4 separate regions of the Sus scrofa genome follow, and regions 2, 3 and 4 are each linked to region 1. The links are chromatin contacts, called in public Hi-C and HiChIP or PLAC-seq maps. All regions are on one chromosome and are shown on one strand. Each heading gives the region's core, a stretch centred on a gene start, on an enhancer-like site or on the middle of the called end of the contact. The rest is flanking DNA. Distances are from core to core; before and after follow the strand shown. Region 1 has its middle 200 kb from the start of PFKFB3. Region 2 overlaps PFKFB3 (6-phosphofructo-2-kinase/fructose-2,6-bisphosphatase 3). Region 3 holds the start of RBM17 (splicing factor 45). Region 4 overlaps PFKFB3 (6-phosphofructo-2-kinase/fructose-2,6-bisphosphatase 3).

Evidence for each region. A called contact is a pair of places that touch in the nucleus more often than the background predicts. HiChIP or PLAC-seq counts read pairs in DNA pulled down with a chosen protein or histone mark.
Region 2: a contact with region 1 is called in an H3K27ac HiChIP or PLAC-seq map of skeletal muscle. The contact joins two enhancer-like sites. A contact is called at or near these places in 1 of 47 Hi-C or Micro-C datasets (skeletal muscle) and 2 of 2 datasets of contacts at active chromatin or transcription factors (alveolar macrophages and skeletal muscle).
Region 3: a contact with region 1 is called in an H3K27ac HiChIP or PLAC-seq map of alveolar macrophages. The contact joins the promoter of RBM17 here to the enhancer-like site in region 1. A contact is called at or near these places in 2 of 5 promoter capture datasets (fetal skeletal muscle and skeletal muscle), 6 of 47 Hi-C or Micro-C datasets (alveolar macrophages, blood, embryonic fibroblasts and 2 more) and 2 of 2 datasets of contacts at active chromatin or transcription factors (alveolar macrophages and skeletal muscle).
Region 4: a Hi-C map of retroperitoneal adipose tissue shows a contact between it and region 1, with 2.4 times the contacts expected there. The contact joins two enhancer-like sites. A contact is called at or near these places in 29 of 47 Hi-C or Micro-C datasets (alveolar macrophages, blood, brain and 12 more) and 2 of 2 datasets of contacts at active chromatin or transcription factors (alveolar macrophages and skeletal muscle).

The regions. Positions count from the first base shown.
Region 1 is chr10:64,658,141-64,664,477 of Sscrofa11.1, reverse strand. No RefSeq gene overlaps it. Among named protein-coding and RNA genes, the nearest start is that of PFKFB3, 200 kb to the left of the region's middle. Within about 2 kb of position 1,762, at least 26 of the 83 cell types and tissues checked have an H3K27ac peak or open chromatin away from gene starts, as enhancers often do. A contact at or near this core is called in alveolar macrophages, retroperitoneal adipose tissue and skeletal muscle, where this site is marked.
Region 2 is chr10:64,833,235-64,839,685 of Sscrofa11.1, reverse strand. The region is part of intron 1 of PFKFB3 (6-phosphofructo-2-kinase/fructose-2,6-bisphosphatase 3); the gene reads left to right. Among named protein-coding and RNA genes, the nearest start is that of PFKFB3, 23 kb to the left of the region's middle. Within about 2 kb of position 1,600, at least 67 of the 83 cell types and tissues checked have an H3K27ac peak or open chromatin away from gene starts, as enhancers often do. A contact at or near this core is called in alveolar macrophages and skeletal muscle, where this site is marked.
Region 3 is chr10:64,906,976-64,913,567 of Sscrofa11.1, reverse strand. RBM17 (splicing factor 45) reads left to right here and starts at 4,562. Exons shown (of 12, transcript XM_003130822.6): 1 at 4,562-4,727. LOC110255720 (a long non-coding RNA gene) reads left to right here. Exons shown (of 3, transcript XR_002336422.1): 2 at 1,591-1,648; 3 at 2,465-2,962.
Region 4 is chr10:64,804,199-64,809,996 of Sscrofa11.1, reverse strand. All of the region lies in intron 1 of PFKFB3 (6-phosphofructo-2-kinase/fructose-2,6-bisphosphatase 3), which reads left to right. Among named protein-coding and RNA genes, the nearest start is that of PFKFB3, 52 kb to the left of the region's middle. Within about 2 kb of position 4,341, at least 1 of the 83 cell types and tissues checked has an H3K27ac peak or open chromatin away from gene starts, as enhancers often do. A contact at or near this core is called in retroperitoneal adipose tissue, where this site is marked.

The DNA.
Region 1 (6,337 bases), core at 513-3,012:
GTTACATCCAGCACCTCCCACTTCTCCACCTGCTTGCCTCTCAGGGGTCAAGGTTCACATTCATCTGAAAAGGAGCTACGACTGGCGCTGTGGGTGCAGGGTGGTTCCACTGGCGCTGAAAGGTTATCCAAGAGGAGGGGACAGAAACGCCGTGGCCACTGCTGCAAAAACAAGTTGCGAAAAGCATATCAGGCCAGAACTAAGCTGGCGCTCTCTGCCGAGTTGCTGGGACTGGGTCAGCTGACAATTCTGATTTTCTAATTGGAAGGCCCTCGGGGAACGGCGTGCACACCGGAGGTCGGGCTTGTGGCCACAAGGAGGAAGGGGTGCAGCTGGCCCGCAGAGGATGTCCGCCCAGCCACAGCCCATTTCGTTCTGCCTGCTCCTCTGCTCCTTTCCATTCCCGTTTGGCTTTGGCTCAGGGTTTGGGGCTGGGGCTAAGGTTTCATGATCCTTGGCAGCTGGGCAGACTTTAAACAAGGAGAGCTTCTCCTTGGGCACGTGGCTTCGCATTAAGGACATGTTGGCCTCGGGCTGTTGTTTTTTCCTTCCTAGGCACTTAGGTTGGAGAGACTTGGTCACAACTGTCCCTATAGACAAGGGGCTGTTTTGGACAAAAGGCCCAAGAGGATGACTGGACATTCTAGCAGGAGAGGTGAGAAACAAGAGATCTGGGATCTGGTCCTTGTACCTTGTCATCGTGCAAAATGACCTGACAGTCATTGAGGCAGTATCTGCCTCTGTTTTGCTTTTGACTCTGAGCCCTTTTACCTCCATCTCTGCAAACACATTTTTCTTCTCTGGCTTCAGTCTTTCCTTATTTCAGGAACCCAGTCCTCTCAAGGTGTCCCCATGAAACTTCCTTGGTCTAGCAATCATCTACATGCTAGTATTGCGGTCAGCCATCTACGTGCTAGTAGGAACTGTGGTCATCCATCTACCTGCTAGTAGGAACTGCGGTCAGCCATCTACCTGCTAGTAGGAACTGTGATCAGCCATCTTCCTGCTAGTAGGAACCACGGTCAGCCATCTACCTACTAGTAGGAACTGCGGTCAGCCATCTACCTGCTAGTAGGAACTGCGGTCAGCCATCTACCTGCTAGTATGTACTGTGGTCAGCCATCTACCTGCTAGTATGTACTGTGGTCAGCCATCTACCTGCTAGTATGTACTGCGGTCAGCCATCTACGTGCTAGTAGGAACTGCTGTCAGCCATCTACCTGCTAGTATGAACTGCAGTCAGCCACCACCTGCTAGTATGATTATCTACCTGCTAGTATGAATTGTAGTCAGTCATCTACCTGCTAGTATGAACTGCAGCTAACATTCTACCTCCATATGTGACACTCCATTTAAAATCTTCAAGCTGAGCATTTTCCCAGGTGCTTCCCTGAAAGCCACAAGATAAAACCCAGCCACCTGTGGGTTCTCTGATCCTGTCCCTATAAAAGCACAAGGGGTAGGATGGTGTCATTTAGAAGTGACTGTGTGAAACTCATTGCTCCTTTTACGTTTAGGAAGAATACGTTATTCTCCCACTCCTACTCTTGATAGCTTAAAAAAAGCAAAAAACCCAAAAAATGCCAACATCTCCTTTCTTGAACGTTGAAAGTCTGAGGATGGGGAAGTTGGAAGTTTAGCCCAGACGGCTCTGCAGCTAGAACTAAGTTTCTAAAAATGTGCCCTGTTATATAATGACGGGACGGGATGGAAAAGTACCAGCTGCTGTGAGGCTGGAGACTTTCCTGCTTCTGACTCATTCGGGCAAAAGCTCTTGAATTAAGATGCATCTCAGCAAAGCCAAACAAAACCCATTCATTCTGCAGCTCGATGTTCCCTGGGGGAGCTGGAATGTCTCCAGGGGACGGAGCCCCCCGGGCGTAGTTGTGAAGTTGTAGCCGTTTTCTTGTGGCCCCTGAAGCCTGCTCCTGGGGCCTTCTGCTCCCTTTGAGGTGCCAGTGTCACCCCACTGTGTCCACGGCCCCACCCCCCTACCAGACAAACAGCCTCCGACAGCCCCGACCAGCTGCCCTGGTCAGCATTTGCCTCTTCCCTGTCCTGTGGCCTCTGGCCCTGCTCTGGGCCATACTTGCAACATGTTGTCATTAATTAAATAGCTGGTCAGATCCTTGTCACTGAGTCAGCTCACCAAGAAGCGCACCTTTGAAAAAATAAGAGTGTTTTAGCTCCAAACCGCAAGGAAATGCTTCTGCAAAGATGGAAGTGTTTCCCATCTCAGGACCAATGAGTCTGTGGGGTGGGGGATGTTTTTCTTCCAGTGGAGCCTTGTCGAGGTCCCTGTGATCAGGCGACAGCTACCTTCTCTCCCCCGCCCCCCAGATGCATGTGCAAGAGCCCTGGGGCAAACTCCCCCTTTGCCCCAATCCCTCTCATTGTCCCAGGACTTGAGAGGAATGTACCTGCCATTCTAAATTAGCACCTTTATTTTAGTTTCTTGGAGTGTAGTTGACTTACAATATTTGCCTCAGTTTCAGGTGTACAGCAAAAAAGGGCATCAGTCATACATATAAATATATCCATTCTTTTTTCCCATTGGGTTATTACAAACTATTGAGTGGCTTTCCTTGGGCTACACAGTAGGTTCTCATTAATCATCTATCTTACGCAGTAGTGTGTAGCTAATAAAAATGATATAAAAGAACTTTTTAATTTTTTTAGGGCTGCACGTGAGGCATGTGGAAATTCCCAGGCTAGGGATCAAATCAGCCCTGCAGCTACCAGACACCGCTGCTTGTGGCATGCTGGATCTTTTAACCCACTGAGCAAGGCCTGAGGTCAAACCCTCATCCTCGTAGATTCTAGTCAGGTTCTTAACCCGCTGAGCCACAATGGGAACTCCCCCCCAAAACTTTTTTTATAAAATAGCAACAGACGCACAGATTTCAAAACCAATCTTATGGCTATTGTGGGTGAAACTTTTGGGGGAGGGAAGAATTGGGAGGTGCAAATAGCAAATATAAACTAGCACCTTGGAAGGAACTGGTATATCATGTAACTGCTCCCTTACACGACCAACTCAGGGCAGGCTGGAGAGGTCTGATGGAGGCTTTAAGGGACCAAGGTGACACGTTACTGGGAGGCCTGGTCTGTGGTGGAGAGGGGCACACACAGGGGGCCTGTGGCATGAGAGTGAGGGGAAGAGGGGCACGTTTTCAAATTGGAGCTCAAGCAGAAAGGAAGGTTCTCCGCCAAAGAAGTGGGACCCGCCTCTGTTTCACCATCCCCGCTGGAGGAGGGCGAGGGCAACCCTAGCTTGGAGGGGGGTCCAGGTTAAGGCGCGCTGGCTCCGCCCCCCGGGCTGAGCGTATCCCTCGCAAAACCGAGAATCCGGGAGGGAACGAGGCCCGCGTCTCATATTAGTCGATAACACAAATTCTTAAGGTTTATGTCACCTGTGGAGGCTGGTGAGTGTTCCCTGGATTTGGAGAGCTCTAGACAATGGGGAGAAAGCTTTCCATGCTCACTGGTAAGAAAATCCAAGCTCTATCCAGTTTGGGCGAACCATTTATAGTTGGAACTATATTTAATACTTGCAAAGCAGGGCCTGCCTTACATGGAAGTGAATGGCATTTTAGTGATCAAGCTTCCAAGTCCGCGCTTCCCAGATAGGGTAGCCTTGCCGCTCTCAGATTTAGCACTGGGACTCCCGCTGAGACTCCTGAACCTGAGCCCGGGGTGAGAGCCACTTCCGCCCTCTGCATGATGCGAATCACCGCCTGCCCGGTCCCTCCCACGCAGCTCACACATCCACTTTTGTGCCTCTGGTCCAGGCAGCCCAGGCTTCTCTTGTTTCATTTGATTTGATTTGTTTGTTTGTTTTGTTTTTTTAGGGCCACACAGGGCGGGGTGGGGGGCATATGGAAGTTCCCAGGCTAGGGGTCAAGTCGGAGCTGCAGCTGCCAGCCTACACCACAGGCACAGCAAGGCACGATCCCAGCCACCTCTTCAAGCTACACCCCAGCTCACGGCAACACCAGATCCTGAACCCACTGAGCGGGGCCAGGGATCGAACCTGCATCCTCATGGATACGAGTGGGGTTGGTTACCACTGAGCCAGGATGGGAACTCCTTAGTTGATCTTTGATTTTTTGTTTCTGGTTGGGATAGTTTTCTTAGGGAGGGCCGAAGGGGAAGACCTATCGAATTCCAGGTCTTCAAAGATGAACCCTCCGTGTGTACACACTTAAGGGGCAGACTCCGGGAGCAACAGGGTCCCCCTGGAGGATTTCAATGGGCCCCGTTTAGCCTGTTTTATAGACAGGCAACCTGACAGCCAGAAGGGAGGTGGTGTCCCGGGTTTCTCTGGGGGAAGCCAGCCCAGGTAGCCAGATTTTCAGGCTCCAAACACATGGCTGGGGAGTCACCAAATGGAAGGAAGCTCGGTGTTATGATTGCCAAGCCACCTTGCCTGGTTCAAACGTTCTGTACCCCATCACCAGAAAGAAGGGCAGCGGTCAGACCATGCCTCCCAATTTTGAGTGTGAGAAGTTTTAGACTCTTGAAAGTTGGAGTAATAATAGCCTTTGAAATTGCTTTCTTTGGCTCAGTCATGGCAAAAGAGAACTGCAGGATGCTGGCGCCGCGGGGAGCTGTCCTAACACCCTGGTCTGTGGAGGAGGATGCTGGTGGTAGATCCTACATCACACAGAAGGTTAATGCTCAGGCAGGACTGGACAAACCAAGCACCCAATTTCCCATGTAAATTTCCCCCTATACCACACAGCCCGCCTCAGAGCCTCATCGTCACGCACCTTGATGTCATGATGCGAACTGAATTTTACCTATCATTGCCCAAGCCACGTAATTTGAAGTATTAAAAAAAAAAAATTACACAGTTTTTGTAAACATCCCTCAAGAGGCATGTAAGGTTCTGGGCCTGCCTTTCGGGAACCATAGCGCTGTGACAATAGCTATCCTGCTCTCTAAACGAAATGACTGGGGCACGTCCTCTGACCAGGAATGCTTTGCCCCTGGATGCAATATTCAGCCTTTGACCATGGAAATGCTGGACGAAGGGGAGTTTTGATGCTTTAGCGGGGGTGCTGTGATAAGACGACTTGAATCCCGAAGGCGAGAAGTTCTATTTGATTTCTACCTGAGCTGATTTTGGCAGTGATTGGAGCTGGTGCGGAGTGGGGGAAGCGTGAGCAAGCTGAGGATAAACAGCGTAAATTGTGAACTAGGCTTTTCTCGTGGCATAAACGAAAACTCACTTCACCTACTGAAAAGGGATGCTTTGGGCTGAATGCGGTTTCTCCTGGTCCCACCTGCTTCCCCCCTCCCCCGCCCTCAGCTCTTGCCCCTAATTTCCAGCGCATTCTCCTGGTGACCCGGAAGCTCCCACCACATCCAGACCCAGATGAGGGGCTGCCGGGCAGGGCGTGGGATCCCGGCTCCCAGGTGCTAACAGGACTGACTCAAAAGCGTAGGTGAGCGCATGCTCCACTCCCAGCGGGGCTCAAAGAGCCTGAAGGTTTGGGGCGGAGGCAGGAGCTTAGTGAGTTCTGACCAATGAGACCAAAGATGGGAAGCAGCTGCTCTCCCCCTCCCCCGCCCCCTCCTGCCCCAGTCCCTGAGCTGTCCTGGGGGAGTGATGCTCTTTGCTTCCCTGAAATGTCCCACGTGGCTGAGCCACCAGCTGTGTTTCCTCCTGAGGCCATGACTGCTGCAAAGCACACACCTTGTGTGGATGTGCTCTCCCGCGTGCTCACGTTCCTTTCCCTCACTCTCGCTGCCCTGGGGGTGCACCCATCTCTCCATAAAGCCTCCGCAGGTAAGATGAGCCTCAGGTTTTTGTTTTGGTTATGGAGCGCAGGCCGACTGGGGTTTTATTGGGAAGTTGCCCCAGGTTGGTAAGTGTAACCAGGAAGCCAGGAGCCTGCGCCCACCTCATTTCTCTTTCCAGCCCCATCTGCTGATGAAGGTCTGAATCAGCCTTGAGCATGACTGCTCTGGTTTTCTTGACCATGGTGTATCTGCTTCTCTGGATGTGTTTGCTTTGGCCTCCTCCTCCTGAGTAGCCAATTATTTCCATGTTATTTATGCCAGATCTCATAAGGAGCCAGACTAATTGGTTCAACCAATGACTATCACACTTGCTGGACAAATATTTTGAACCAAGTCGCTTCATGGGTTGCTGGCCAGCTGACAGCTAGGCGAGCCTTGGCTTTGTGGCTCTCTCAGGCACAAAGAACAGCTCGTTCCACTTCCTTAAATTAGAGGCTGTTGGAAGAACAGAGTCATAGGCCAGGAGAAGTTGGGTATGGCTTGTTCCGTAGACATTCCAGAGAACAAAGGCGGTGGTTTCAGCTCTCAC
Region 2 (6,451 bases), core at 351-2,850, 180 kb before region 1:
ACATTAGGAGAAAATGAAGAAATATTTTCCCCTTGGAATCCTGTACTTAGTATATAATCTGCCAGTGAAACGAGAGTAAAATGGATACCTTTAGGAGGGCAAAGATTCAGAAAAGTTACCACCCTGGAGCCTCGGGCAGGGTGGGGGCCTGGGAGTGAAGGGGGACCATGGATGAGGGAGGTTATCTGACAGAATAGCAGGAAGCCCAGAGGAAATAAAGAATTACCGTTATAAGATACAAGGAAGAGGAGTGAATAATGAAATAGCAAACCTAGATTAGTTTTCAGGAACTCCTGGTGTATAATTTTAAAATATTTATAACGACTATAAAATGTTTAGTTGTAAATATTTAAAATATGTATAACATAATTTAAAATATTTAGTTTTAATTATTTAAGAGTTATGGTAATATCCTAGGTAATCTCAAAGCAGAAGGTGGCAGAGGGCAGTGAAGACGGAGGAATAAAAGCCTATGTGGACTGGATGTCAACGTTTCCCTCGTACAAACCGAAAGGAGAGGAAAGATGATTTTCCCTCTCCCCTTCTAGGTCTTAAACCCACAAAGATCCCTATCTGGGGACGTGAAAAGGCTGCCGGGCAGCTGAGGCTTATACACCCTCCTGAGCTAAGCACAGGGAAGGGGTCTGGGGCCTTCCCAGGGGAGGAAAGCAATTCACTAGGAGGTGGCAGAGGAAAGGTGTCATTAACAAAGTGTGGTGTCGACCCCGCCCTACAGCCAAGTCTCTAAGGTGAGGAACAGGCTCCCTTTCTAATGTAAATTTCCCTTACAAAAGGGTAGCCTCTCTGTTTTCGAAGCTTCTCCCGGGTCCGCAGTTTCGCAAAAATAACCAGCTCAAAATAACCCTTATGCCAAGAGGCATATTTTGGGGCGGCTATTCCGCCGCCCAGGACACACCTCCCGGCCCCTGACTCTGGGGATGGAGGTGGCCGGGGTCGTGGGATAAGGAGGGCCAGGCGGAGGGCGGGTCTCTGCGGCGTCTCCCGGCGGGGAGGCCCGGGAGGAGCCTGCAGGTGCTCGCCGCCCTGCCCCAGCCGCCAGCCACCGCCTCGCCCGCCGGGGGCTGCTGTCCGGCGCGAGTTCAGCTGCGCCGGGCCTCCGGGGAGAGGTCACTCCGGGACACGCGGCGGCGGCGGCCCAGGGAGGGCGGGGCCTGGCAGGGGCGGGGCCGGGCGGGCGGGCCGGCGCGCGGATTGGCTGCAGGCGCGGCGCACGGGCTGGTCAGCGCGCGCCCCGCCCCGCCCCACCGCGCTGCACGCCGCGTTCACGTGGCGCCACCCCAGCCTGCCCCGCGGCGCGGGTGCTGCACGTGGGCGCGGCGTGCATCCCGCGCTGCCGGCGGGCGCCCAGGGCTGGCTTCGCGTTTCCCCTCCCCGCGGCCTCGTTTCCCTTTCCGGCCAGGGGGTTTTTCCGAGAAGGCCTGGGAGCGGCCGTGGGTTGTCAAACCGCCCGAGGAAATAGGCCGGCAGGTGGCTCGCCGAATCCAGGGCGGGGCGGCATGCGCGCCGCTGAAAGGGAGGGGGAGCCGGGAGGCAGGCGAAAGAGTGGGAGGCTGCGTTAGCGCATGCTGTGTTTTTATCTAGCGGAGGTAAACAGTGCAAGTGCCTGGCGTTGTTTTTTCCTGCCTGGCAGAGAGGTACCAGACCCGCTGGTGCTGGACGTGATGTTCCCTTTAACAGTATGTAAACAGCCCGCACAGCCGCCCTGGGGAAACGCATCCCGAGGGTGGGTGGGGGGGCGCTCAGTGAACCCCGGAAACTGCCGGCACCTCTTGCATGAAAGCTCTCCCGGCCCCTAGGTTCCCCAGGTGCCGAGCTGCGAAACTCCGCTTCCCTCCTCCAGGGCCTAGAATGAACCGGGATCCTGGTCATGCCTGGCCCTTCCTTAAGGGGGTATGGAGTTAACCTTCAGAGAGTGACTCAGCTAGTGGAGGGTCTGGAAACCACGTCATGTGAGGAGGGGTTGAAGAACTGGGGTGTTTAGCCTACTCAGGACAGGCCCCAGGCTCACCTGAGCCCAGATAGAAATATGTGAAGGGCTCTCAGGTGAACAAGAGATTGCACTGGGCTCGTACTGCCTGAGGGGCAGAGGGACAGAACAGAGATGTTTACGAGAGGGGAATTTCAGGTCAATTACAGAGAAGGGGCACGAAAGAACGTTGTTGGAGTTTTCTCCAGGAATCTGGTACAGCGAGGCGTTTCCATATCAGAAGAAAAATGGTGGAGCCAAGATGCAGGCCCTGATCTGCCAGGCTCCCCTAGCCTTTGCCTTTTCGTGATGCATCCGTCTTAGCAGAGTGGGGGTAATGTCAGTGCCACAGAGCTTCTGCTCTGATAGGGTGCCCTGAACTAGAAGACTCATCAGGCCCTGCTAACTGTGTCACCTACTCTCTACCTCGGACGAAGGGGGAGGTTGTCCTGGGCTGGACAAGGATGCCAGGGCTCCCTGAGAAGAAGGTGGCTCACCAGCTCATCAGCAAGTCCGCTTTTCCAGCAGGGGCACACCTCTGATCCATTGTCCCGCCACACTTGTTAAAACAGTCTTCACTTTGAGTCCAACACAGGCGATCACAGTATCCAACTGCCCCCACCGTTGTTCCTGCTTCCTGCCCCTTTTGAAACTGACAGCACAGACGTCTGAACCCAGCCAGGACACAGATTGGGACTTAAACCCACAGTTTTGTTTTTTGTTGTTTTTTTTTTTTTTTTTTTTTTTTCTTTTTGCCATTTCTTGGGCCGCTCCCGCGGCATATGGAGGTTCCCAGGCTAGGGGTCGAATCGGAGCTGTAGCCACCAGCCTACGCCAGAGCCACAGCAACGCGGGATCCGAGCCGCATCTGTGACCTACATCACAGCTCACGGCAACGCCGGAACCTTGACCCACTGAGCAAGGGCAGGGACCGAACCCGCAACCTCATGGTTCCTAGTCGGATTCGTTAACCACTGCACCTCGCCGGGAACTCCAAACCCACAGTTTTAAATTAGAATCGCTCACCCCGTGTCTGGACTCACTGAGTTCAGGTCCCTCCTGTCCCCTCGCAGAAGGATTCAGCGAGAGACGAAGTGATGGGCAAGAAATAGATTATTAGGGTAGGACGCTTGTGAGAGATGCCAGCGGGCAGGCACGGAAGCTCTGCCCTGAGGATCTGGTGGGCTACAGCTTTATCCTTCAAGGGGCCTGGGGGTCGGAAAGGCCCGCCTCTTCCTTTCTGGGAGTAGCAGCTCCTCCTTGGTCTCTGTAAGGTGTGTATGCAGATCCGCACAGGGTGGTCCTCAAACTCCCGCCCTTGGTCTGAGTCTGAATCCAGGCCTCAGCCCATCCCCCACCCACGACCTGAGGCCGTTCTCGCGCCTCCACTAGTCAAGCAAGCCTGCCTTGTGCGGAGGGCTTTTTTGAGCAATTTATTAACTTACAGTGATGTCCCAAAGTCCCTTAATAAGTTCCACATCAGGACCTCTACGACTACCTGTGCCCACTCCATCCCTGTTACTTTTGTCACATCTGCCACTCTCTTATCTACTCCATGTGCTTAGACCTGGCTGTTAGTGGGAGCAACCAGGGAGGAGCTGGGGGCTGGGGGAGCGAGTGACTCTGACCTGAGTGCACACCAGCCTGCCAGGCTGCACCCTAAAACTCAGGGGGAGGCACCTGCTGGGCTGGGAGGCTTCACTCTGTGGCCCTCAGTGCCTCATGGTTCAGACTTTGAGCCTGTGGAGAAGATGCGTAGAGGAGGTAGGCCCCCCCCCCCCCCCGAGGTCCCAGGTCCACTTTGTGGATTCTTGATTTCATGCTTGCTTTCTTTCCTTTTTCTTTTCTTTTTCTTTTTTTTTTTCTAGGGCCCCACCTGTAGCATGTAGAAGTTCTCAGGCTAGGGGTCGAATCAGAGCTTCAGGTGAGACCGACACCACAGCCACAGCAGTGCCGGGTCTGAGCCATGTCTTCAGCCTACACCACAACTCATGGCAACGCTGGATCCTTAACCCGCTGAGCAAGGCCAGGGATCAAACCCACATCCTCATGGATCCTCATTGGCTTTGTTACTGCTGAGCCATGACGGGAACTCGGTTCCTGCTTTCTGAAAAGACACGAGCACTTGAGTTGATGTTTGTCTCTGCTGCCTTTATTTATTTATTTATTTATCGTCTTTTTGTCTTTTCTAGGGCCGCACCCACGGCATATGGAGGTTCCCAGACTAGGGGTCAAATCAGAGCTATAGCTCCCAGCCTACACCACAGTCACAGCAACACGGGAGCCGAGCCGCATCTGCGACCTACACCACAGCTCACGGCAACGCCAGATCCTTCGCCCATTGAGCAAGGCCAGGGCTTGAACCTGCAACCTCATGGCTCCTCGTTGGATTCATTCGTTAACCACTGAGCCACGACGGGAACTCCTCTGCTGCCTTTAAATTGTTCAGTGTGTCCTATTTTAGTATCTTTGGGAAGGAGGTAAAGATATGAAGTGTGTATAAAGAGGCCATGTCTTGTTTTTCTTGGATCTCCAGGGGACCTGGTTACAGTTTTTAGTCAAAGATCCAGCCAGAAAATAACAAACTGAGCCCTCTTCTCCCAGAGGAATTTGCCTGAAGCAGTGTCTGCCCTGAACAGTTTTCTGGGCTCTGGAAGCGGTCTGTGGGGGGCCACGCTCCTTCTAGTAAGTCTCCTGACTTGGAGGTTAGGGAGCTGGTAGACTCAGGCATCCTCAGTAGCTGCAGAATAGACCGGTGGTTTTGATTTTAATCTTAGGCCTTTGTGTCTGTTCTTCTGGCCACCGGGGGAGGGGTGCCTGTGGGTGTGTGTGGGGGGGTGTGGGTGTGCGGCGTGCGTGCGTGCAAACTTGCCTCTGCTGGCTGGTGAGGGTAGGTGTGGGAGAGGAGCAGGGAGCAAACCCTCCTAAAATGTTGGCGTCCTTAAATGCACATGCCCCCGTGGGAAAGTGCCACAAAATTGCCCACAAAGACCAGAGACCCCAGGGAGGACTGGCCCCAGCCTGACTCTCAATTTCATGTTTTTATAAGGTTTTTGCTTTGTAGATGTGCGTTCGCGTTTCCTTAAAGCTTCCCCAGCGCCTTTGAGGTCCTGGGTCTGTTTGCAGAGAAGGTTGAAATACGGTGGTGTGGGTGGCTTCCTCTCTGGAAAGACTTGACTTTTCCTATCCCCTATTTGCATGAACCTTAAATTACTAACATTTTGGGAGTCTTTTTGGCACTGAACTTCCTGGACTTGTGTTTGTGGTTATTTTGAAGTGGCGGGGACCCGGGGGATGGGGGACGTGCCCTGGGGGCCCACCCGCAGTTCTCTAAGGAGGAGACCCTGTTTACTGTCCGCCGGAGCTCCGGAAATAGACACCCACCCCAGATGGGAGGCGGCGGGCCCAGAAGCCATGACAAAACCTCTGTAGTTTGATTCTCATCTGATCGTCAGCGACTTCTTGGGTTGTTTGTGGGTCTGAAGTCAGAGGGCGGATTGCTTTTGCATCAAAAGAGAACCTTGTCTGCCAGCTTCCTCCCACCCTCCTCCACTCCCATTGAAGTTTCCCTTCCTGTTCCTCTAACAAATGAACCAAGAGGTGGCGGGTTCGATCCCTGGCCTCGCTCAGTGGGTGAAGGATCTGGCGTTGCCGTGAGCTGTGGCGTAGGTCGCAGATGCAGCTCGGATCCCATGTTGCTGTGGCTGTGGCGTTAGACCCCTAGCCTGGGAACCTCTATATGCCGTGGGTTCGGCCCTAGAAAAGACAAAAAGACAAAAATAAATAAAATTTGAAAATAAAAAATAAACGAACTAGAGGCTTTGAGCCACAAAAAGTCCCCGTGGGAAAATTAAGCGAGACCCCCAGGCTCTGCCCTGAGAGTTGCCCTCCCTTGATCCCGCGCTTGAGAAAGGCAGGTGCACCCGTGTCCTTCCTCAGCCCCCAAAGATGACGCCTCTTTCTATGGAGCGTTGACCCATCCTTTTTCATCGCTCATTTCCATGTGAGGTCATGATACCCCAGTGCGGCTGCACAGCGCACAGAATTTACAGCCGAAGACACGTCTTCCTGGGAGGTAGCGGTTTCTGATCAGAAAAGTCGGGAGCCGGCTGCTCCGAGAACTGATGACTCAGCTGGGAGAGCCGGGCGCTCGCAAACTCCGAGTGCACGGGACTCCCTGGCGGTGTTGCCAAAATGCAAATTCATGTCCCGTAGGTCCTGGCCAGAGCCTCCGATGGTGCGGTTGAGGGGCTGACTCAGAGGGAGTGACATGGGGTTTTTCCCCCCGTTTTGCCCCGAGTACTCCATTTGGTGTCTTAGTCATAAAGGGGAATTTGAAAGCCAGCGAGGTCCTGGGGGGGCAGGAGCAGATGTCCTGGAGCCCCCTCCCCGAATGTCCCAGCCTTCCCCTCCCCCACCCCCGTGCTGCGGGAAGTCCCAGCATCCCTTCCCATCAGGGACGTG
Region 3 (6,592 bases), core at 3,313-5,812, 250 kb before region 1:
CCATAAATTTATTGTCTGAACGATGTCATCTCTTGAGCGGGTTTTACTTTTCTCTGTCTCTAGAGTTAGTCCCCCCTTATGCCATATTTTGTATATTTGTGCTCTCTTTATTTTTTAGGGAACAGCTCACCTATTTATTTTTCAAAGAATAAGCACTTGGATTTATTTTTTAATCCTATATTTTTCTATTTTATACACCATCCTTTTAGGTTTTTATCTTTATTAATTACAACTTTCTGCTTTTTTTTTTTTTTTTTTTTTTTTTTTGTCTTTTTCAGGGCCACACCCATGGCATATGGAGGTTCCCAGGCTAGGGGTCGAATTGGAGCTATAGCTGCTGGCCTACACCACAGCCACAGCCATGCGGGATCCGAGCTATATCTTCCACCTACACCACAGCTTATGGCAACGCCAGATCCTTAACCCACTGAGTGAGGCCAGGGATCAAACCTGCGTCTTCATGAATGCTAATCGGGTTCATTAACTGCTCAGCCTCAACGGGAACTCCATATTTTGGTCTCTTTCTAACTTCTCGCATAGAAGCTGAATTCTTTTGGTTTGTTCTGACTTTTTAATTAATACTGTCATTTAAAACCACGCTTTCCTCTTAGCACTATTTTAGCTAAATCCCCTGGCTTCTGATATGCCATTCCATATCCATATTTTTCTAGGCATCAGCCACATCATTGTTTTCCTTTTGTTCCTAGTGTCATCTAAGATGTAAAAACTCCTATGGAATTAGGAATGTTTTATTTTCTGTTTCTTCAGTAATTTCTGGTTTTAATGAATTTTGATCAAATAATATTGTCCGTATGCTTCTACTTATTGGACTGTATTAGGATTTTCTCGGTGGCCTAAAATATGGCCAGTTGTGAATGTTCCAGGGGCCCTTGAAAGGATGTAATCTCTGATTTATTGCTCAGAGTTTGATGTATTAAATCTACCATATTAATCATATTTTTAGGACTTCTCTTTCCTCATTTACCTCTGTGCCCTTAAGCTGGCAAAAACTACAACAGTTATTCCTGCCTATTCTCTTTATGTCTCCTACAGTGTTTCCTATGAGTTATGAAATTATGCTATTCACCGCATAGGTATTCCTTTTATTTGTTCATTGTGAATTGTAATTCCTATGGTTGTAAAATGCCCTCCTTAATTTCACCTAAGCTTTTTGCCCTGAAGCCAACCCTGTATAATAAATAGTAAATTTGTGATCCCTTTGTTTTTTTGTCTTTTTGTCTTTTTAGGGCCACACCCATGGCATATGGAGGTTCCCAGCCTAGGGGTCAAATCGGAGCTACAGCTGCCAGCCTACACCGCAGCCACAGCAATGCAGGATCCAAGCCACGTCTTTGACCTACACCACAACTCACGGCAATGCTGGATATTTAACCCACTGAACAAGGCCAGGGATCGAACCCACGTCCTCATGGATACTAGTCGGGTTTGTTAACCACTGAGCCACGACGGGAACTCTTTTTTTTTTTTTTTTGATCCCTGCTTCATTTATGTTTGCATATCTTGGTATGTCTTTTCCATTTTGAGTTTTCAGTGTTTCAGTGTCACTCTATTTTGTGCATTTTCTTGTAGAAATGCAGAGCTGTGTTGTGCCGTGTGCGCCAGTTGAAAGTTGTACTCTTTTAAACAAGTAAGTTGGCTCATCTACATGTCTTCGTGTAAGATGTGTGGTCTTTGTCATGTTGTTTTGTTATGGCTTCTGTTCTGCAACTTTTTCAAATATTTCACTGGGTGATTTTTATATGCTGTAGTTGTGTGCATGTGTTTTGGATAATTTGAAAGGTCTGTATTTTAGTTTGGGTTACCATGATAATTAGAATTTACATGAAGCCTTTTTGTTTTTTGTCTTTTTTTTTTTTTTTTTGCCATTTCTTGGGCCGCTCCCGTGGCATATGGAGGTTCCCAGGCTGGGGGTCAAATTGGAACTGTAGCCGCCGGCCTATGCCAGAGCCACAGCAATGCAGGATCCAAGCCGTGTCTGCAACCTACACCACAGCTCACCGCAATGCTGGCTCCTTAACCCACTGAGCAAGGCCAGGATCGAACCCACAACCTCATGGTTCCTAGTCGGATTCATTAACCACTGAGCCACGATGGGAACTCCAGGAATTTATATGAAGCCTTTAGCCAGCTCTTTCTTCAGATTGTCTACTGATTCCCTTTAAGATTTTTTTCTTTTGCCCCTTTTCCTAATCATCAGAATTTAGTTAATTATATCCTTTCTTCATATGTTCCTTTGTACTAAGATATGTATTTATTTTCCTTATTATTTTTTGCCATACAGCACCCTATCTGTCTATCTATGTACCTACTTATCTATCTTTGTTTCAGCCAAGCCTGTGGCACGTAGAAGTTCCTAGGCTAGAGATCAAACCTGTGTCACAGAAGACAGCCTGAGCCACTTGATTTATCAGCTTGAAATGTTTAACCCCCATGTATGTTGCAGAACTGAACTTGGGTCGGCTTTGCCTGCAGGCAGTGAAGCTGATCTACTGACACCAAGTGGTGGTGAAGGAAACTACAGCCTCGATCGCTCTGCACCCCACCAGGGGAATGAGCAGCGCGCCCCGCTCCAAAGACCTGAACTCTGCCAAGGCTTTCCGGGAAGGGTTAAAACGCAGTGCCGGGAGGGGGCTGCTGGGTGTGGGGTCAGCTCGAGCACAGTTCTTGGATTGGTGAGCATCAAGGGGAAGGGTCAAGCATCATCAGCCTTCGGAGGTCTCCGTGCTTGCGTCAGCAGTTTTCATCTGGGGGGGGGGGTCTGCTTCCGGTAGGAACAAGTCAGGCATGTGTGTCCTGCCTTTATCTCTGTCTTTCAGGGAACAGGGAGTTTGGTCGGTCTACTATGTGCGGATTTATAGTCCAAATTGTTACCAGTTTCTTGGCCCAATAGCTCTTCTTTGTTTCTGCGTCTTCACATTGTCAGCTTAAAAAAATACACATTGTCGACTCAAAAAAAAAAAAAAAAAAAAAAAAAAAGAAAGCTGAGAGTTAAGTTTTATTTGGGGCAAAATTCGGACCTAGGTCCAGGAGACAGCATCTCAGGTAGTCCTGAGAAACTGCTCCAAGACGGTGAAGAAGGAGCTAGGATACACGGGAGTCTTTTTGCAGCAAAGGGCCGGGAGCAGGAACAAAAGAGTCCTGGGCTCACAGATACCATTCCTTTGATATGCACCTCTGCTGTCGGGGCCTGTATCCTGAGTTTTCACAGCCTGCAGGACTCGCCCGCTCTCACCCTGGGAGGTGACTGCATTCATGGATGACCCTGACATTCTTTGTTTTATCCTTAACTACAGCCCAAGTGGTGGTATTTCAGGTAGCTCTGCAATGCTGCTCCCAAGTGGAAAGGGGGATATCAGAATATGATAAAGAGGAAAGGGGGATACCAGAATACGATAAAGGGGAGGGGAGGTGCATACAGCACACACCCATTTTGCAAAATTTGTTGCTCTCTCCTGAAGGTCACAAGGAGCAGACATCCCCATGAAGGATTTTAGTGTTTTTCTAGATATGAAAATTTGCAAGAATTGGGCACATAAAATCTTCTCCTAAAAATATCTATCTGAAGAACTGTGCTTGCAGTTTTCCCAAAGCACAGAGTGCCTCTCTGATTTTCACCCAGAGTTCTGCTCAGGGGGTGCCGTGGGTTGGCAGGTGCGGTGGCTCATGATTTAATCCATGTAGAGGCTGATGGCAAGTGCCAAACTCCAGTTCACACAAGCATTACCTTTTGAGCCAGCCTTTTTTTTTTTTTTTTTTTTTTTTTTTTGTCTTTTTGCCATTTCTTGGGCCACTCCCGCGGCATATGGAGGTTCCCAGGCTAGGGGTCAAATCGGAGCTGTAGCCACCGGCCTACGCCAGAGCCACAGCAACGCGGGATCCGAGCCGCGTCTGCAACCTACACCACAGCTCACGGGCAACGCCGGATCCTTAACCCACTGAGCAAGGGCAGGGACTGAACCCGCAACCTCATGGTTCCTAGTCGGATTCGTTAACCACTGAGCCACAACGGGAGTTCCCCGAACCAGCCTTTCGAGACTTATGGAAGGCAAAGCCTTTTATTTCAAAGGACAGGGACACAAGGCCTTGCCTACAGTTTTGAACGCAGATGTGAGAATCGTATTTACACAGAACTCCACCTTCTTTTTCCTCCCAGCTTCTGTTATGTCGTTTTTAAACTTTGACGCTTTAGAACATCCACACCCTCCCTGTGTTTCCTTAGTCCTACACTTACTTCAGCGCTTTGGGCCATTTCTTCTGAAGCCCTTCGTTTTCCCAGTCACCTCTCCTATTGTCATTTATTTTCAGCTTTGCCCAAACGGCGGGATGGTTTCGCAGCCCTGCACCAGTCGTCCTCCTCCCGATGGCGGGGAGTGGGAGGGGGTGTTACTGAAATGTGGCAACCTTGCGACACGGCGACATCTTTTGGCGGGAGAGAGGGACGCGGGCGCGGTGGCGGTGCGATGAGGTCCTCCCGCGGACAGGGGGCGCGCGGCGGGGCGGGCGTCCTCGGCGCAGGCGCAGCGCGCCTCTCTCCCAGCCGCACACGCCGTGACCCCGCGCAGCCGCGCGGCCCGCGGACTCTGCGTAGGGGTTGGCGCCGGAGCGGTCCGGCCGTCGGGGGCTGACGCCGAGCGCTCTGCCCGCCGTCTCCGCGGCGCGTCGGCCCCGGTGCGTGGCCGCCCGGGAGCGTCGGCCGGGCGGACCGGGTAAGTGGCGCCCGGGGCAGGGGGCGAGCGCCTCCCGGGCGGCGCTGGACGCGAGGCCGCCGCTTTCGGCCGCGCCGTGAGGGCCGGGGGTCCCAGGCCGTCCCCCGGCCGCCATCCCCTCGCCTCAGGCGGCCTGGCCCCGGCCGACTCTCCGCGTCTCCCTTCGCGCCCCGCCGCCCCTTTCCCTTATTTGCCCGGGTTATCGGGCCCGGTCTCCTCTCCCGGATTCTCATTTTCCGTCTGTGTGTCCTCGTCTCTTCTGGCCCCGCGGGCGTGTTTGGGGAAAGTTGCCCGGTCCGTGACCTGGTGGGCAGGCCTGGGTCACCTGTGGCCCCGAACGCTTGCACCCCTCCCGGTTGGAGGGTGCAGAGGAAGGAAGCCGTTTCCTCCCCCGGCCGCAGAGCGGGGAATCCAGGTGTGGACATCTCTCAGAGACCCGGGTTCACCTGGCCGCGCAGGAAGACGGGACTCCGGCTCTAGCGCTGCCCTCGTCCGTGCAAAGCGGCGTTGCAGCTCTCACGTCCAATCGCCAAGCATCTTTTGAACATCTCCCTTTACCCAGACCATTTGTCAGCAACGAACAGTGGCTGCAAGATAAATAAGCCTCTGTCCTTGCAGTCTGGAAGATTGGTCTTTCGGGAAACAAGCATAAAGGCATGGGTTGATCTGAGGGACTGGAGGGGGGTCTGGAAAGGCTTCCAAGAGGGAAGGAGGCTTATAACTGAACCTTGGAGGTCTTTGGTTCGATGTGCAAGATGGGGGAACGGTTTCCTGCAGAAGAAATAAGTGCGAGAGCGGCAGAGGCCGAGCGTCTTAGCGCGTTTCGGAAACTGCAGCAAAGGCAGAGAGGCTTGAAGAGGGCAGGTCAGGTCAGGTCAAGAAGGTGGGAGAAGTCAGTAGTGGAGAGCCGTGGAAGGGATTTATTGCTAGAGGCAGGCGGATGGGTGGGAAGTAGGACCTTCTGGACGAGGGCGAAACGCAACATCCTCAAGTAGGTGAGGACTGCGTCTCCTCCAACAGAGTTTTTAAAGAGTGCGAGTCAATTTCCAGTTTTATGGGGTGAAGGACACAGACGTTTTGATTATAAAACACAAAGACATTTTGGGAGTGTAGGATATTAGTAACTTAAACTGAGGGTGTTTTCTTTTTAGAACCTTATCAAGAGATGGACGCGGTGCAGTTTAGAACAGTGAGTAGGCTGTGAGCCGGCGGGAGATGTGAGAGGTGTGGGCACTGAGGAGCTGACCCTGGGGCTCTCTGATGGCTGCGGACAGACTTTACAGAAAACAGGAATCTGGAGAACTGTCTTGCGTTTCCAAATGCAACTTTGTAAAGTGGATGTCTCTTTACCTGGCTTGTTTTTTTGTTTTGCTTTTGTTTTTGCCATTTAGAGCCACACCTGTAGCATATGGAGGTTCCCAGGCCAGGGGTCCAATTGGAGCTGCAGCTGCCGGCCTACACCACGGCCATAGCCACACCAGATTCTTAACCCACTGAACCGAGGCCAGGGATCGAATCCGCAGCCTCACGGTTGTTAGTTGGATTCCCTTCTGCCGGGCCACAGTGGGAACTCCTACCTGTCTTGTTTTAAATTACACTCGAGGAGCAGTCAGGGCTGGTACTCCTTCCCCAAGTCTTCCGTACTCGTGGATAGTGAAGGATGCTCTCTTACACACCTGAGTTACAGGTGACTCACGGACACTCCAGCCTATGTACTTGGGCAGTTATAGCGTCTATGAGAATGAATGGAAGTATTAAACTGTGACAAGGGGTCAGAGCTGGAGGTACAGGGAAACATTTAAAAATTCTTTAGGAAGTCACACATCTTACACATGAAGCGATGCCTCTTATTACCTGTCTTTTTT
Region 4 (5,798 bases), core at 3,092-5,591, 140 kb before region 1:
GCTCTTCCCTGAACCCACATCCGGCGCCAGCGCCTTCGCTCATGTGTCCTCGGCTTGGTCGCCTCTTACTCCAGATACCTGGAAGGGCGACTGGGAATGTAGGCTAAAAACCGGAACGCAGGCCATCTCGACAGCGTGTCACAGCGCAGCGTGTCGGAGGCAGAGCACTTGGGGTCTCGGAGGGGTAACCAGAGCATGATCCTGCTGCTAGTTTCTCCCGCTTCTTGTCATGACTGGGAGACATTAAGCCGTGGTTGTAGCTTCTATGGGAAGCCCTGTCCTGGAGTCTCGGCGATGTTGTGCTGTCCACAACGTGGCTGAGGCCGTCAATATGTATTATTACTTTTTTATTACTATTTTTTTAGGGCTGCACCTGCCGCATTCAGAAGTTCCCGGGCTAGAGTTTGAATCAGAGCCGCAGCTGCATGTCTATACCACAGCCACAGCAACACCAGATCCGAGCCATGTCTGCAACCGACACCGAAGCTTGTGGCACTGCTGGGCCCTTAGCCCACTGAGTGAGGCCAGGGATCCAACCTGAGTCCTCAGGGACGCTGTGTCGGGTTCTTAACCCACTGAGCCACAACAGGAACTCCAAGGTGTTTTTTTGTTTGTTTGCTTGCTTTTTAGGGCCACACCCTTGGCATATGGAGGTTCCCAGACTAGGGGTCTAATCGGAGCTGCAGCTGCTGGCCTACACCACAGCCACAGCAACGTGGGAGCCGAGCCGTGTCTACGACCTACACCACAGCTCATGGCAATGCCGGATCCTTAACCCACTGAGCGAGGCCAGGGATCGAACCCACAACCTCATGGTTACTAGTTGGATTTGCTTCTATTGCACCACAATGGGAACTTCCCAAGATGTATTATTAACCATAGAAATGTGAGGTCTATCAGAGAATTTGATCTGTATCAGAGACAGAGGACTTTTTTTTTTTTTTTTTTTTTTTACCACACATTTTTACTAATAAACTTGGGCATCTTAAAACCTTTCGGAAGTGCACAGAAAGCCCAAGGCTTCCTCCATTTCCTTAATGCTGATACAGTTACAGCTCATAAAAGCCGTTATTTCTCCTTCCATTGGCTCTGCTGTGGCAGCGACCACGTGCCTTTTCTGCATCAGAAAGGAGGGCTGTCCAGGTGTGACAGCCGCAGCAGGAGGGCTGGGACTTTGGGGGGCTGGCTCCCCATCTTCATCTCTAGGTAGCACTTTACCTTGTAGGTTCCTTTGGAAGTTTTTAGTTTATTCATTTGTGTAGCAGTCGAAGATGGCCCTTATGTGCACCTGCTCACCAAATACTAAGTAATTTGGACCTTGTCATCAAAACCGCGTGGATCCAGAATTTGGTTGTTGGCCTTGTTGTTGGGAAGGGGACCCAAGTAATGGAATTGGGAGCCACCAGAAAGAAGACCAGCCTAGTTGGAGGTCTTGTTGGTTATTCCTTGGCTTATTAGCTATGTGATCAGAGGAAAGTAATTTCATATTTCCGAGCCTCGGCTTTATCAGCTCTAAGGGAAAAACGTAGGGGTGTGTTTGTGTGTGTGTGTGTGTGTGTGTGTGGTAGGGACACGATGAAACTCAAAAATGAATTCATACTTCTGACAAGGACCGCATCTCACGTGACTTTAGGGCCCCAGGACAGCTGGCTTGCCGTGACTTCTTGTTGGTTGTAGGAAGAGATGAGAGATGCTGGCTTTGCTTTCCTGTGTGCTCTTGGCCTTGGCAGAGACAAAGAACAATGAGATGGATGTGAAATTCCTAGTTGATCTGCCCCAATTACAGGCCGACTTTGCTTCCAGTCCCAGCATGGACTTGCCCTGAGCCTGCATCCCGCTTAATGGCACCTGACCTGACACCTCCCTTCTTGTTCCATATGTTTGTTCTAACGTGGGTCCCTGTCCGCCTCTGGTCTGTGGGAGCGCTTTCTCTCTCACGCTCAGTGTGAGCCGGAGCTCAGAGCACCGGGATGACAGCTGCGTGATCACCGGTCACCGGCTCCTCTCCTTGGCTGGACTCCAGATTGTTGGGATTCCAGGTGCGACCTGTTCCCTGCAGCGTCTGATGCGCAAGCGACTGCCCGTGAGCATCTAATAAATGTACCAGAAGAGGATGGATGGTGAACGGCTCACCCCTGAGCCTCCTGTCCCTCCAGGAAACACAGGCTCAGCGTGGCTGTCTGCCGTCCTCTGCTGAACTCTGCGTGTGTCTCCTCTTCATTCTGCGTCGTGCATGCAAATTGGTGACCAAGACTACACACCCATTAAAGAAGATTTACGCAAAGCCCAGAAATAGCATCCTCCGCCCCCCAGCGTAAAACACAGCTTGAGCTTGATTCTCTTTGCCCACAGGTGCAGGATTCGTGCAAATTCCGTTTGTATATGTGTATCATTTGCAAGAAGCAGAGGTGTTAGGAACACATGCAAATCACTGAAGAGTTCCTGGCTGCCTTTCTACCCCGTTCCCTTCTCCCTCAATGCCTGGATCTGTCCCATCTGTGCTTTCCTTTTTCTCCCTTGTGTTTCGTCTCAAATTTAAGCAAACGGAGCTAGCGCTGATTTTCAATTTTTGGAGTTTTTGAAAAAAAACTTTTCGTTTTGAAATACAAGAACTTACAAAATAGCATACAGAGTCCCAGGAACCTTTCACCCAGCTTCCTCTAGTGGTGACATCTGACATGACTGTCGTCAAATATCACAACCAGGAAACTGCTGTGGGTTCACGCCTGTTCACTAGCCCACAGGATATCTGATTTTTTTTTTTTTAAAGCACAAATATTTCGAGGTCCTAAAATAATATGTTTACACACAAGGAACCTATGTGTTGATATTGGTGAGGTTGACAGGGGGTGTAAAATAGTCTCAGAGCAGGTGGGATGCTGATGTGAGAACCAAGGGGTGGATTTAAGAGTGTGGTCCCGAGGTCGGGGGTGTGCCCTTGAAAAAGGAAAGGCTGACAGGAAGCGGAGTGACAAGGACGGAGCAGAGGGAGATGGAAACGTGCGGGAAGGCTCAGTAGGGCTTCAGTTGCCACGGTTCCCCCACTATCAGGATGGGGCTGCATACAGCTGTCCTTATAACCCTCATAATGAGATGGGTCAGTCCCCTTATTTGGAGAACAATGTATATAGTATTTGAAGAAAAATAGTGATTTTCCAAAATTTATTTTTTATTTTTTTTTAGAGCACTCGTAGATTCACAGCAAAATTGAGCAGAAGGTACAGCATGCTCATACGCCCCGCCCCGCCAGGCACAGCCGCCCCCATCATCCACATCCCTCGCCAGATGGTACCTTTTTACTGAGAATGAACCTGCACTGACCCGTCGTCATCACCCAGACTCCATGGTTGTCTGTCATTTAGGAGTCCCTGTGGGTGGCGTATGTTCAGCGGGTTTGGACAGGTGCATGAGGTCACGTAACCATCCTTATAATGTCGTACGGAGCAGCTCTGCCCCAAACATCCTCTTTGCTCCACCTGTTCACCCCCCTTGCTCCCTAACCCCTGGGGACCGTTCATCTTTTCCCTCTAGTTGTGTCTTTTCCAGAACATCACAGAGTTGGAATCGTACACTCTGGGGCCTCTTCGGCTTGGCACCTTTCACTTGGTCACCTTAGTTAATGTTCCCCTGTGTCTTTATCATGGCTGGACGGCTCGTTTCTTTTGAACCCTGAATAAGATCCCATGGTCTGCAGGCATCTCAGTTTATTTATCCATCACTTGCTGAAGGATGTCTTGGCTGCTCCCACCTCTTAGCGATTATGAATACAGCTGCCATAAACCTCTGTGTGCGGGTTCCGAACGGGGTTTTCAACCCGCCAGTGTGGCACCGTGCGGCCATCTCTGTCTCTGTTCCCCCTCGTGGCTGCATGACAAGCATTTCATTAAAAAGAAGGAAAAGGCCGCCCTCTCCCCTGTCTTTGGGAGCTAAGGGCTTCTTTCCATCTTTTCTTTGGTGTCTCTCTTCACTCAGACACGGGATGGTTCACCGGCGCGAGTGACGACACTTTGAGTCTAATTAGCAACTCTGATTGCCCGCAGCCTGCCGTGGCTTGTTCTGGCTCCTCTCTCTGGGGCGAAGGGGGCGGTTGCAGCCTGGTCCCGATGCTGAAATCGGCCTCACTGGCTCGGGACCATGGAATTGGGGTTGCCTTTTGCTGTAGGTACAGAAGAGCAGGGCTCCATGACCTTGGCCCGCAGAGGGAACTGCGAAGAGGGCGGCTGGGTCGAAAACCCGCTCCCACGGCCCCTTCTGCGTCTAAACCTAGCCAGCGAATTCTCCTCGACCGCTAGGCACCTCCACCAGGCACTGCCGGGAGAGAAGGCTTCCCTGCCGGCTCCTGCCATCTGCTCAGCTGCTCTGGGTGAGACGGTCTGAGTAGAGGGGGCTCTTCCCTCCCCGGGACTCCACTCAGCACCCCAGCCGGGGTCTGGCTGTGCCCATCCTAGGTCCCCAGGGAGCCATCAGCTGTCCGTGTCAAGTAGGGGGAAAGGTTCCTAACTGGTTGTGTTCCTTGACCTTTGGCCTCGTTCGTACCCCTCTAATCTCTAAACTTCCCTTTACCCATTTAGAGGATGACTGGATCCTCTGGAAGAGCCCTTCCAGCCTTGATAATGCCCAGGACCATGGGTCATAGAATCGACCCCCCCCTCTAGTCCCTGGAGCTGTTCTCATCCTTATGGTAGAGGAACTTTGACATTCTCTGCTGCCTTTTCTGAAGGACGGCGTGCCTGCTCGCCAGATTGGGGAGCTGGTCAAAGCCCCAGAGGTAGTTGGATACCCCGATGGAGTCGTTAACAGAACTAGGGAAAGAAGTGGGTGTCTAAACGGGTCAGCTCTGAACCAGTGCACTCCTGGAGTTCAGATGCAGTTGGGTTGTTTGTAAAGGACTTTGCAGTGAAGCAATTTTATCTTCTACAAGGAAACCCCAGCGTATGCACTTCAGGGTCCCAAGGGCAGCACCACTTCTGGCTGCCCTGCCCCCAGGCTTTTTTAGGGCCACACCCGTGGCATATGGAAGTTCCCAGGCTAGGGGTCAAATCAGAGCTGCAGCTGCCAGCCGATACCACAGCCATAGCAACGCCAGCTCCCAGCTGAGTCTGTGACTTACACCACAGCTCCTGGCAACCCCGGATCCTCAACCCACTGAGCGAGGCAAGGGATCGAACTCGCATCCTCATGGATTCTAGTCGGATTTGTTTCTGCTGTGCCACAATGGGAAGTTCTGTTTTAAAAGTGTGAATTCATCCTTGTCCCACACTCCCTCCCAGTTTGTTTGCACTTGGATATCTGAGGGGGGAGGGGGTGCAACTCGTGTTTGCTGGCCCATCAGGTGCAGGAGGAGGTCCAGGGAACTTGGCCTCTGCTCTGCAGAGGGGATGGCTGAAGCCCTGAGGTGTTATTGACACCCAGGCTGGGCAGGCGCCAGGGCTGGGTGTGGAGTGCGAATGCTTAGTTGGAAGCCCCAGGACGGCCAACTGCTTCAGAGCTGGGCCCTGGTCAGGTGCCATCAGGAGATGAAAGGTGTGCCTTCGCGGTATGGACTGCTCTCCCCCGAGCTGAAACCCACACTTGTTTGCGAGGTTGGAGGGTTGGAAGAATGCCACCCTGTCCTCTTGCCCTGCCACTCAGGGTGCAGAAAAGAATGAGTAGGAAAGTCGCAGGCAGGCGGGCACACTGGGTTCCGCCGAGAGCCAAGGTGTTCGAGCTTGCGGGGTGCAGCAGCCCCTTCCCCGACCCCAGAGAGCTGGGGGCAGCAGGCAGGGCGACCGCTGGCTCGCTGCTCTTTCCCCCTTTGG